Linked DNA regions of Mus musculus: all the other regions are linked to region 4. The links are chromatin contacts, called in public promoter capture Hi-C maps. All regions are on one chromosome and are shown on one strand. The core of a region is the stretch at or near the end of the contact, and the rest is flanking DNA. Distances in the headings are between cores, read along the strand shown. Region 1 holds the start of Msantd1 (Myb/SANT-like DNA-binding domain containing 1). Region 2 holds the start of Dpysl5 (dihydropyrimidinase-like 5). Region 3 holds the start of Trmt44 (tRNA methyltransferase 44). Region 4 holds the start of Depdc5 (DEP domain containing 5).

Evidence for each region. Promoter capture Hi-C pulls out the DNA fragments that hold promoters and counts their contacts.
Region 1: a contact with region 4 is called in a promoter capture Hi-C map of liver, with 2.5 times the contacts expected there. The contact joins the promoter of Msantd1 here to the promoter of Depdc5 in region 4. A contact is called at or near these places in 3 of 39 promoter capture datasets (liver and pre-B cells) and 1 of 115 datasets of contacts at active chromatin or transcription factors (embryonic forebrain).
Region 2: a promoter capture Hi-C map of hippocampal neurons shows a contact between it and region 4, with 4 times the contacts expected there. The contact joins the promoter of Dpysl5 here to the promoter of Depdc5 in region 4. A contact is called at or near these places in 2 of 39 promoter capture datasets (hippocampal neurons and pre-B cells).
Region 3: a contact with region 4 is called in a promoter capture Hi-C map of pre-B cells, with 5 times the contacts expected there. The contact joins the promoter of Trmt44 here to the promoter of Depdc5 in region 4. A contact is called at or near these places in 1 of 39 promoter capture datasets (pre-B cells) and 1 of 484 Hi-C or Micro-C datasets (neutrophils).

Annotation. Positions count from the first base shown.
Region 1 is chr5:34,914,499-34,917,198 of GRCm38.p6, reverse strand. It overlaps Msantd1 (Myb/SANT-like DNA-binding domain containing 1), which reads right to left and starts at 1,284. Exons shown (of 3, transcript NM_207277.1): 1 at 1-1,284.
Region 2 is chr5:30,710,133-30,712,832 of GRCm38.p6, reverse strand. It overlaps Dpysl5 (dihydropyrimidinase-like 5), which reads right to left and starts at 1,269. Exons shown (of 13, transcript NM_001356948.1): 1 at 831-1,269.
Region 3 is chr5:35,573,653-35,576,352 of GRCm38.p6, reverse strand. It overlaps Trmt44 (tRNA methyltransferase 44), which reads left to right and starts at 1,283. Exons shown (of 11, transcript NM_030208.3): 1 at 1,283-1,794; 2 at 2,159-2,273. The coding sequence starts at 1,308.
Region 4 is chr5:32,862,318-32,865,017 of GRCm38.p6, reverse strand. Depdc5 (DEP domain containing 5) reads right to left here and starts at 1,297. Exons shown (of 43, transcript NM_001170567.1): 1 at 1,197-1,297; 2 at 319-441. The coding sequence starts at 376.

The DNA of each region.
Region 1 (2,700 bases), core at 35-2,534, 2.1 Mb before region 4:
GGGAGGCCCAAGATGGGCAAGTAGTATGCTGAGACATAAGGTGCAGGGTTACAAAGGAGGTGGAGGCCCTGATACTGCCTTGATGGCTGTTCGTGTGGTGAGGTCCTTGCTGAGAGGTCACCCTCTTCTCAGAGGCCTGCCAAGCTTTACTGAAGCCGGTCCTCATAGGGCCCAGCCTTCTCCCCATTGACTCTGCTTCTCTTGTTTAACTAATGCAACCCCCTGGGTGTCAGGTTGTGTGGGTGCTGGGAAGCCAGGCAAGTCAGAGCTAGACCTTGCCTAGCCATGCCGGCCTGAAGGACACAGATGTTGACCTTCAACATGGGGAGAAGCATAAGCACAGCCCTGACGGAAGGGGCAAACCGAGCTGAGCTGAGGAGGCCCCTCAGCTGAGGAAAAGTGGCTGCAGTCAGAGGGTAACTTCAATGTCCTGAGCAGGGCTAGTCCTCAAGAGACACAGCAGTGTTGGGGTGGGGACAGGCAAAACATCAAGAGGAAGGGTTAATATGCCCACAGGGCTAGGCAGGGACCTCAGGCTGAGGAGGCAGCAGAGCAAGAATGTAGAATGTGGAATCCGCAGAGGGGAAAGTTACCACAGGGCATCAATAGCTAACATCTGGAAGGCAAGTCACAAATGAGACTACATGGACCTAAGACCCTCATGCTAGGCTGGCTGTTGTGGACACACAGTCTAGTCTGATCCTAGACTCTCTGGGCCCAGTACTCTATTGGTAGTCATGCCTGGTCTCCAAACAACTAGTTAAAACTCTCTGGTCAGCAGAACAACAGTGGTCTTTGTTGGCTTTCCCCCTGCCTGATCAAAGATAGGAAGAACTTAGACTGGAGAAAGCAATGTCTCTGGGCTTCCTGTGTCCACTGTAAGGAGCATAGTCAGTAACTTACTGGGTAGGGGGAGTGACCTGAGTTTCAATCCAAAATTAGAAATGAAAAGGAGGCAGAGGGTTGCCCCTGGAGGTCTTGCTGTCATTTCATAGGTTCAGGTGAATGTCAGGCTTCCTCTCTGAACCTTGGGAGTCATTTTGGGACTTCCTACTGCTGAGCTAGCAGACAGATACCCACGATTGTTCCATTTCTCCTAAAAGAGTACCCAGAAGGTCTGCAAAAACTCCTCTTCCTGCCAAAGTCAGATAGATACTGAGCATGCCAGGCATACTACTGGCCTGCTGGTTCATTGCTGCCCCCTAGTGCTGAGCATGGAACCTGGGTCTGGTTCTCAGAGCTCAGTGCCTAGAAATTACCTCCTTCCTCCAGGAAGGACCCCCTGTTCTTTAGGCTCAGAAGATTGATCCTTGAGGAGCAAGGAACTAGGAACCTGCCCTACTGCCTCCACAGACAGCATCTCCAGCTAACAAGGAAAGACAAGACAAGCACAACCTGGGGCCTAAAAACTCAGTATGTATATACTAGGCTGGCCCTGTCTCTGCCTCCCGAGTACTGGAATTAAAAGTGTATTGTCACTATGCTTAGCTTCAAGCTGCTAGCTTTTAAACCTAGCTCTGTGTGACCTTAGCAATGGATTCCAGCCTCAGTGTCCTCATCTCTAAAATAACAAGAGCCGGCTAAATGACTATAAATGACTTAGCAAAATGTTGGCCTAAGGGATATGGGGAGATCCTAGGTCCTCATCCGCCATCTCTTAGTCCTTTCTACAAATTTCCTTAGAGTGTCTGGAGTGTTCAAAGCCAGACCAGTGGCTATCTGTTGGCTAATGGATATCACTGCCATTACTCAAGGTCCTATAGTTAGATGGCTGAAGAGGAAAGATCTATAACAGCTGCTTGCCCAAGTTCCAGGATATAGAAGGCACCAGAGCCAGCCTGGCAGGAGCTACTCCATACCAACATAACACTTTGGTTGACACCTAGATGGGGGTAAGATGGGCTCCCACCTCCTCTTCTCAGGCATGTGGGCATCAGCAGTCCCAGGTACAAAGTGGCCTTTGTGGAGGCACCTCCTAGAGCAGAGTCCTTGCCTGGCTTCCATGGACAAGAATGAACAGGTGTTTGTCCAAGCCTCAGCTGCCCCTACCTAGGGTGGGACATTTCCTATTTCTATTCAGGGTAGAGTTCCATACCTTGACACAGCTGCATGGCCTGCTAGGACCCTCAGTTGTCACAGGATGAGAAGGCAGGAGGCTGAGGACTAGGTCCCCAGTAGAACCTGAAGGGAAAGGGGGCAGGTCAGCTTTAGAAAGTATCTCTTAAGAGAGGCCAGGCACTCTGAATGGGGTCAAGACTGGTTCTGTTGTGAGCTGGCGAAACCTACTTAGGCTCCCTGGGTTTGGTTTCCCCTCTACATAATGAGTGTGGGGCAAATCTGAAACTTGTATTTATGGAACCTGTTCAGGATGCAAGAAACCAGGCCTGACTAGGGTGATAGCAGCCAAGCTCAGCCTATATTGATAGAAGCCAGAGTAGAAAATGACCAGTTTTAGTGGGATGCCAGGTAACTTTTGAGAGAACTGAGCCTGTACTGGTGGGAGAAATTTAGGGGTTGAAGACTTGACAAAGGCCTGGAAGTGTATGAAATGTGTGTACATGTGACAGTGGCTAAGTACAGCCTTGACTAAGGTAGTAGGACATGGGTCTAGGAAGCTTTGGAGCACTAAGGCGTTTGAACTGCTCTGGGTGGTTAGTGAGGCACAGCTTATCTCTGTGGTGGGTAGTGAGAGGGATTATG
Region 2 (2,700 bases), core at 20-2,519, 2.2 Mb after region 4:
CCACCTGCGCGAAGCTTCAGACCCGCCTCCCACCCAATTGTCAGCCCTTCCCAAACCACAGCCTCCTCCTCCAGATTCGATCACCTGTCCCCACCCATCTCCCCCTTTCTGCTCAAATCCAGGCCTCCACGCCCGTTTGTTCCAGCCATCTCCCCAGGCCCGGGGCATCGATATCCCTCACCCACCAAGATAGATGCTGCGTGGCAGACTAGGCGACATGGCTCCAGCGGAGGGACCTAGCGCCGCGCCGCCAGGGGCTGGGCAGATGCAAGAGGCCTTTGTGGTTTCGGCAGGTGCCTCTAGGGCCTCTGCTCTGCTCAGGGAACAGAGGATACAAACGATGGGGTTAGGACCACGTTAGGCAGATATCAGACCAGAGGCGCAGTTGGTGGGAACTAGGGACCGCGGCGATCCAGGGACGTACAAGAGGACAGGTCCGGCCACCACAGAAACACTCCCCTACACCCCACCTTTTAGCCATTTACTGCACGTCGACCAGCTACGGCTGCGCGACTACTGGGTGCTAGGCGTGAATCCCTTCAACTTAGCTGCCTCCTTATTCTAGCTATTTGTAAATCTTTCCAGCACACATTAATGCCTTAGGCGTCGCAAGTCACCAAGCCGAGTTCTGTGGGACTACAAAGACCCAGACTTGCGCCCCACCTTAGTCCGGATCTGCCTGAATCCTCAACATCTCTTTCATCGGCTGGAGGAGCCTAGGCGCAACCCAATTCCCTCCCTTTTGTGAGCCTCAGGGAGAAACTGAAAGAGGGGTGGATGTTGCAGCCCGGAAAGATCAAGCCCACCACCCTCCCCTTGCCATCACCCACTGCTCCAGGATGATGCGATTGTGCGGGTCCGTCGGTCGGTCTCTGGGTCTCGCCGCGGCGCGGTAGCTGCGGTTGCACGGGGCGGGAGCGGCTGCTAGCGCGCTCTCTCGGTGGCTGCCTTGCGCGCCTGGAGCGGAGTCCCGAGTGGCGAGCGGGGGTGGGGACGAGGGTGGGGGCGGGGAGCCGCCTGGGCCAATCACGGATCCGAGGGCTCCGCCCCAAGTGCTCGCCACCTCGAGCTAGCAGGTTAGGCGGAGGCGGGACCAGTAGCGCCCCGCGTCCTCCGCGTTGCCGCCGCCTTTGGGACTACAAATCCCGACAGTCCCTTTTGCAGGCCCCGGGTCCGAGAAGGGACAGAGGGCATGGCCCCAGGACCTCGACAACCCCCAGCCATCTAAGCGCCATTCTCAGCGTTCCTTTCTGGTCCCATGGTAACTAGCGACACTTCACAAAGCCCAGGCGCTGGGGCGGTATGGCTCGAGTCCCCTGGGAGGGTATAGGGCGTCTCCGGAGGACACATCGCCTCCCCTCCTCCTGCAAGACCCCACCCGAGGGGCTGAAACAATGCGGTGGCGGGGTCTCTCCGAGGCTGCGGGTTCCCAGTTGCGCCATCGGATTAGCGTCCTACCGAGTCTGAGACTGATGGGATTGCAGACTGTAGAGGGCGAGGTGGTCAGTACAGGAACACTGTTCTCATAGACCAAGGGAACGGCCACTCTGGGCGCCTCACTTCGCACCTTCTTTCTCTTGAGGTATTGAAGCCACCGTCTTTTCCAGAGCAGCGCTTGGACGTCGATGTCCAGCGCCCAGGTCCTATCCTATTTTTGACATCTCCTTTAAAAGAAAGTGTGTGTGTGTGTGTGTGTGTGTGTGTGTGTGTGTGTGTTTTAAACTCATTTCACATCAGCACCACCATCTTTATTTCCGGGTTGCTGTTGTTTTGACGGTTTTATTAGGTAGCCCCCTGCTAGCCTAGAATTTGAATTGAACCTCCTGCCTCTGCCTTCCGAATAGTGGGATTACAGATGTTCACCGCCACACCTTGTCCAGTTTCACCATTTTAGTACACAGTTGACTTAACCACAAACGATCCTGTAAATGGAGCGAGACAGTTCTTTTTCCTTAACTAATTTATGGCTCAGGCCTTTCCCTGAGCTCCGTGTTAGTCTGTCATTATTGTGACAGCTTAAATATAGCTTCAGAACTTGAATCTCTTCACTTGATGTCACCCCAATGGTGTTGCAAACCCGTGTGGAAATGCAGCATTAATACTGCCCCCGCCCCTGGATTCCTGGGGATCTACAACTGCTGTTGAAGAAGTTGGTTCTTTCCAGGGCTTCCCTCAGTTCCGGGGGTGGAGACGGGGGTGTGAGTCCCTTGGCTGCTTTCCTGAAGTGCTTTTCTCTAAGGCTATTTTCAAAGAAAATCGTACTTTATAACTTCGGGTGGAGGGAGCAGGATCCTCTGAATTTTAACAAAATGTACAGCCTGCACGTTAAGCTCCAGTCCTCCAAATGTGGGTCCCACTGGGTCATGTGCTCTGTGATCCACTCCTGGATGCGTTTAGGGCCACACAGGCGTGCCCCTAGGGGGTGCGGGGTTACTACATTTGGTCTCCAATTCTTTTTTTTTTTTTTTTTTTTTTTTTTTTTTTTTTTTTTTTTTGGCTTTTCGAGACAGGGTTTCTCTGTGTAGCTCTGGAACTCACTCTGTAGTCCAGGCTGGCCTCGAACTCAGAAATCCGCCTGCCTCTGCCTCCTAAGGGCTGAGATTAAAGGCGTGTGCCACCACCGCTTGGCTGGTCTCCAATTCCACTCTAAGAGTGGATTTTTTTTTTTTTTTTTTCTGGTAGTAAGCTTGTGCAAAGAAC
Region 3 (2,700 bases), core at 34-2,533, 2.7 Mb before region 4:
GAACAATGAGGGGAAATTGCTGGAGACATTTTTAGCCTTCATGTTGGTGGAAGCTAATAGTTTGTACATTCCAAAGGATTTAACAAATACTTTGTTTCGGACCTCAGGTAACAAAGTAAGAAATGAAAGACCCACAACGTGAGGACTCCCCCACGTTCTGACTCAGGAGAGGCGACACCCCAAAATCACCCACAAGAAACGGGCCTGTTGCAAAATGCAAGAGGATTTTTATTCAAGAGCGCTCTCGGGCCCACGGTCATACACCACGAAGGGGTAGAGGACCGTGGCGCCCCGAGTAGCTGAGTAAGGGGGTATTTAAAGGAAGAAACCACAACTCAAGGAGGTGGGAAGGGCATTGTTGGAAAATAACAAAAATACCAGTTAAGAGTCACAAGGAAGTGCAAAGTTACAAGAGTCACGAGGAATACCTGGTAATTGTGAGGGTTATTTTTCAAAACAGTTTCTAAGAGCCCCTAACAAAAGCACATTTGTATATGGCAATGGTCAGGGTGACTTTCTTTGAATGAGCACTCTTTGAACCCAGGAAGCGGGTGGGTAGAGGAATGTCGCTATCTGTTTTATGATTAGCATACCTTTACAAAGGCCACATTCCCAAGCCTGGGCCTAAAGGCCTAGAATTCTGTTTTTACTTTGTTATACTTTCAGAACGTCTGTGTTATAGGTTTCTTATGTTTTCTGATGCCAGCTTTATCTTTTGGGTTGGTAGGAGGTTACTTTCTGGCAAGTTAATGTATTCCAGTCAAAGAATTTGGAGTCAGACACAGGTGGGCAATGCATGGCTATAAAGGAGCTAAATAATCGCCCAAGGTAATGCTAGCTTTGGGTCCGCATTCCAATTCTTTACAATCATGAAGTTGTAGTTAGCCAACCAGCTTTGTAGAATCCTTCATATAAGTGTGGCTTTCTGCTGAGTGTATCAGTTACGTCTTGTTTGCTCAAGTAACTTCCTCTCCTCTCAGTATTATTAGCTTTGTCGTGAGAGGTGGAACCTCTGGGGGCAAAATTTCATTTAGGGGGCACGAATCGGATGTACCGCTTGGGAGCTCTTATTTCCAAGCAAGAAAGCAAGCAGAGAAGGGGTTGTACATTCAGTCGTTGAGGACCCCAGGAGGCTGTATCCACTGCGGCCCACACTCTGCTCCTCCCGCGTCCCAGGCTCCGCCAGCGGCTCCGAAGCTACCGCCCAGCAAAAAGGACAAAGGGATGGCCTTCCGGGTCCAGGCTCTAACTCCCGTGAGTCAATGCGCTTCCGGGTCGCGTCATCCCAACGCGCCGAGCGCGCAGCCATGGAGGAGCTGGGTAGAGTGCGGCTAAGCGATCCTGATGCCCTGCTACCTGCAGGCTTCTGGGCCGCCGTGACCGTGTGGCTGGAGAGGCCACAGGTGGCCAACAAGAGGCTGTGCGGCGCCCGCATGGAAGCCCGCGGGAGAACTTTGCGGTCCCACGCCCAGGCGGAGTGTGGACCGCGGCAGGGACAGGGACACGGGCTGGAGAGGGAACCCGGACAGGCTTCTCCTAAAGGAGAGCCAGAGTCGGGACCTAGGGCGAGCCGCGAAGGCACCGCTCCCGCGGCTGACCTGAACTCGCTATGGGACCGAGTCTCCCAAAGCCTCGTCCACGCCAATCCGGAAATGCTGGCCTTCCTCTGTGGCCCCTCGTTGGGTCCTCAGCCTGAAGCCGCGCAGGAGCTCGACCTGATTCTCAGGACTGTCATCCCGAAAGCGAGCCCGCACTCCCCACTCACAGAGCCGAAGAAAGAACTGGTAGTGCAAGGTAGGAGAGTAGTGGGAAGAGCGCAAACAGACTGAAAAGCGTTCGCTTTTTGAGACAGGGCCTTATATGGCCTGGAATTCGCTATGTAGAACAGGCTGGCCTCGAACTCACAGAGATACACCCGCCTCAGCCTTCCAAGTACTGGGATTAAAGGAGCGCCACACCACCCACCACCCAGCTCTGGCCTTGTATTGTCTAAGTGCTAGCTATAATGGTGTGTCCAAAGTGTAGAGCCCTCTCCCCAGTGCTGGACAGCCACTAAGGACTGGAAAGCATTACTCTCCTGTCCATCGCTGCTCAGTTCTACTTCCAAGGGATCCGTTTAGAGCAGTTATGACCTGATAGCCTTGTCTTTCCCCCTCAGATGTCTCCAGTGGGAGTGTCACCTTTTTGCCCTTGGAAGAAGATAATGAGGGGAATTTGGAGGTTAAAACGAGCAACGTGTATCAACTCCATCTCCATCACAACGAAGGAGAATGGTAAGAGCTGGACGCTGCTGTTGCACCACTATGTGATGCCCATCCCGGATGTCCTATCAGCAGTCAACTGGAAGATTCTGGGGTACAGAAGAGCCAAGGTCTTGTGTTGGTTGGCTGATCTCAGATGTATACTATAGTCACCACTCTGCTGGTTCCTGGCGCTGGTACTGGATTGGGGATCACAATGTAGCCAGAGTCCTTGATCTCTATATTCCATATGCCGGTAGGGGTGTACAGCAACTAGCTGGGGTACTCTGTTAGTCAGCTTTCTGTTGCATAATACCCAAGGGAGTCAACTTAAGGATGCTTGAGGGCCAGTGAGATGACTGTGCATAAAGGTGCTCGTTTCAAATCTTACAAGCTGAGTTTGATCCCTAGAGCCCACATGTTCTGTGAGCTGTCCTCTGTCTTTTAAACACACACACAC
Region 4 (2,700 bases), core at 48-2,547:
AATTAACTCAGGTGTGGTAGAGTATTTCCAGATACACAGGCAGGAGGATAATGGGTTCAAAGCCAGCTTGGGCTACACAATGAGTTCTAAATGAGCCTTGGAAACATGGTAAAACCTGGATTCAAAATACAACCCAACAAACTCTGAATGTGAAGAATGCTTTTCAAAAAGATCCTGTGCTCTCATTTCCAACCATCCCTGATCTCTGATACTGCTCCACTCTTACCTGTCCAGTCTCCCTTGTGATATGGGTAATTTTTAAGGCACATCATAACTTCAGCCAACTTACACAATCCCCAAATATCAATCAATACTGACCACTGCCCCCAAAGCCCTTCTTGTGGATGACAAGTTTGTAGACCTTTGTGGTTCTCATTTTGTCTTGTGATTTCTTCAGCTGTTCCAATCTTGGAGCAGGGAAGTCATCTTGCTTTCCTGCTACTGAAACACAAATAAAAACATCGAGGATGTCAGGCTTCCTAAATTTGCTCTTTAATTTTAGACCTTGAAGGTACTGGTGGTTGTTCGGCTGAAAGGCGTGCCAACCCTTGCATTATATCGCTCCTCCAATTACCAAGAGAGACAAACAAATAGAAGTGTGCTTTAAAAATTAAAGGGAACTTGGGCTCAGATCTCGTCCATCCTCTAAAGCTATTTTCTCTACCGCATACCTAAAAGGGAGGCTTGTGGTGAGAGGGGCACTACCTTGTTTTTGTCTGCATCAGGAACACCAAAATAGTACAGGGATATTCGAAGAGGTTAGTCCATCACATAAGTAGAGGAACGTCAAAACAAGGGATTCGCCCAAGGTCACTCGAACTGTTATGCACTCCCATGACTCGCGGTCCACTAACAATGTCCTGGGGAAAAGAGAACTGAGGAAGGCTGCGGTTTCCTTGCCGACCCCTCTACTGGTACCAACTCTCAGCGGACCGTCCTGCCTCCATTTCACCGCTGCGGTCCGGGAAGCTTGGTGAGAGAAAGACTGGTCCAAGGTCACACGGGGAACTGCAAGAAGAGTCGGGCCTCGAACCTGGCTCAGGGACCCTTCCTTCAAGCCCCTCAAGTCTCAGCCCGAGGTTGGCGCTCGACTCCCCCCCCCAACCCCCCCACTTCCAGAGCCCCTGCGCGCCTCAGGCCCGGCCCGAGGCCAGATTCCGGACAGATCTCCCCAGGACCTCCTCAGGATATCCCACCTGAGCCCCCACAGTTCGCGCAGCTTCCGCACCAGGGCTCTAGGAACCAGACAGACAGCACCACCGAAGAGCGCTCACCTGAGCCCGCGCCGCTCCCGAGGCTCCGCCCCGAGTCCCCGCCCCTCGCCAGTCCCTGCTCAGCCGGCTTGGCCGCTCTAGCCCAGCCTCCGCCTCGTCTCGGTGGCCGCGCCACTTCCTCCTCCGGGGCTGCGGGGAGGTGGGGGGGGCGGGGCGGGGGGGAGGCTGGGGGCGTGGCGTTGAGTCCGACTTCAAACCGAGTTCCCGTTGGCGTTTCCCGCCACCGTCTACAGGGCTGCCCGCTTTGCATGGAAAATTTGAAAATAGAGCCACAGCCAAGACCTTCGTTTCAGAAGAGCGAAGTGATTTCGTAATAGGAGAAACTCGAGAGAGTCGACTCTTACCTCGCGGAGCTGTTTCCATGTGTTTGACGAAGTTAATAACTAAACCTGGTCCAGAGGGCTATTGAGAAGTGCAAAAGTCTCTGCGGGTGGTGGCTCCCCCTCCTAATCCAGGTTCTGTAGAGACAAGAGTGCTGAACATTCCCTAGAGTTCTTGGGCTATGTAGCAAGAAAACGGGGGTGTGTATAATTCATGAGCGAGTTACTAACTTATTGAAAACTGTTAAATATAATTAAGAAGTACAAGTTAATGATAAGTACAAATGTAACATGTACAGAGACAAGCTTGGAAGGAGAAACCAATTTACATTACCCATTATATACTCTTTTGTTGTCAAAATTAAACCTAATGTACATAAGTCAAAACAAGTGTACAGTAAACTTAAAGTTTGTTTGATTAAAAAAAATATTCAAAACATTGAATGCCCGAGTACAATGGGTTAAATCTACAATAGGCTCGCATGGCAGAAGGCCCAGTAGTTTCCTTAGATGGGGCATAAATCATCCAACCAGAGTAAATTGCGTGGTGGCACACGCCTTTAATCCCAGCACTCAGGAGGCAGAGGCAGGCGGATTTCTGAGTTCGAGGACAGCCTGGTCTACAAAGTGAGTTCCAGAACAGCCAGGGCTACACAGAGAAACCCTATCTCAGAAAACCAAAAAAAAAAAAAAAAAAAAAAAAAACCAAAAAAACAAAAACAAAACAAAACTGTAAGTTGTGTGTTAGCCTCATTACAGAGTAAGGATTCATGGGAAGAAGAACCTGCTAGAAGGCCTGACCTGTTCCCACCTTGTAGGCCAAAACAAACAAACAAAGCCAAAAACCTCCTTATCTAAAGATGAATTATTCCTCATGTCTCAAAAAATGGAGGTGGGAAAGGTAGATTCTCTTGTCCATTGGAGGATCTCAGAGTCTGCACCACATCCTAAATGACTTAAAGAGCAGAGACAAATAGCAAGATGCTATCTATACACAGGGGAATCTGTCCTGTGAGTGCTATGAGACCCACTTGCTAGTTCAGTCAGCTACACCCTCCACCCTGTTAGCAAAAGCAACTTTCAGGAAACACACCCTAACCGTGTTC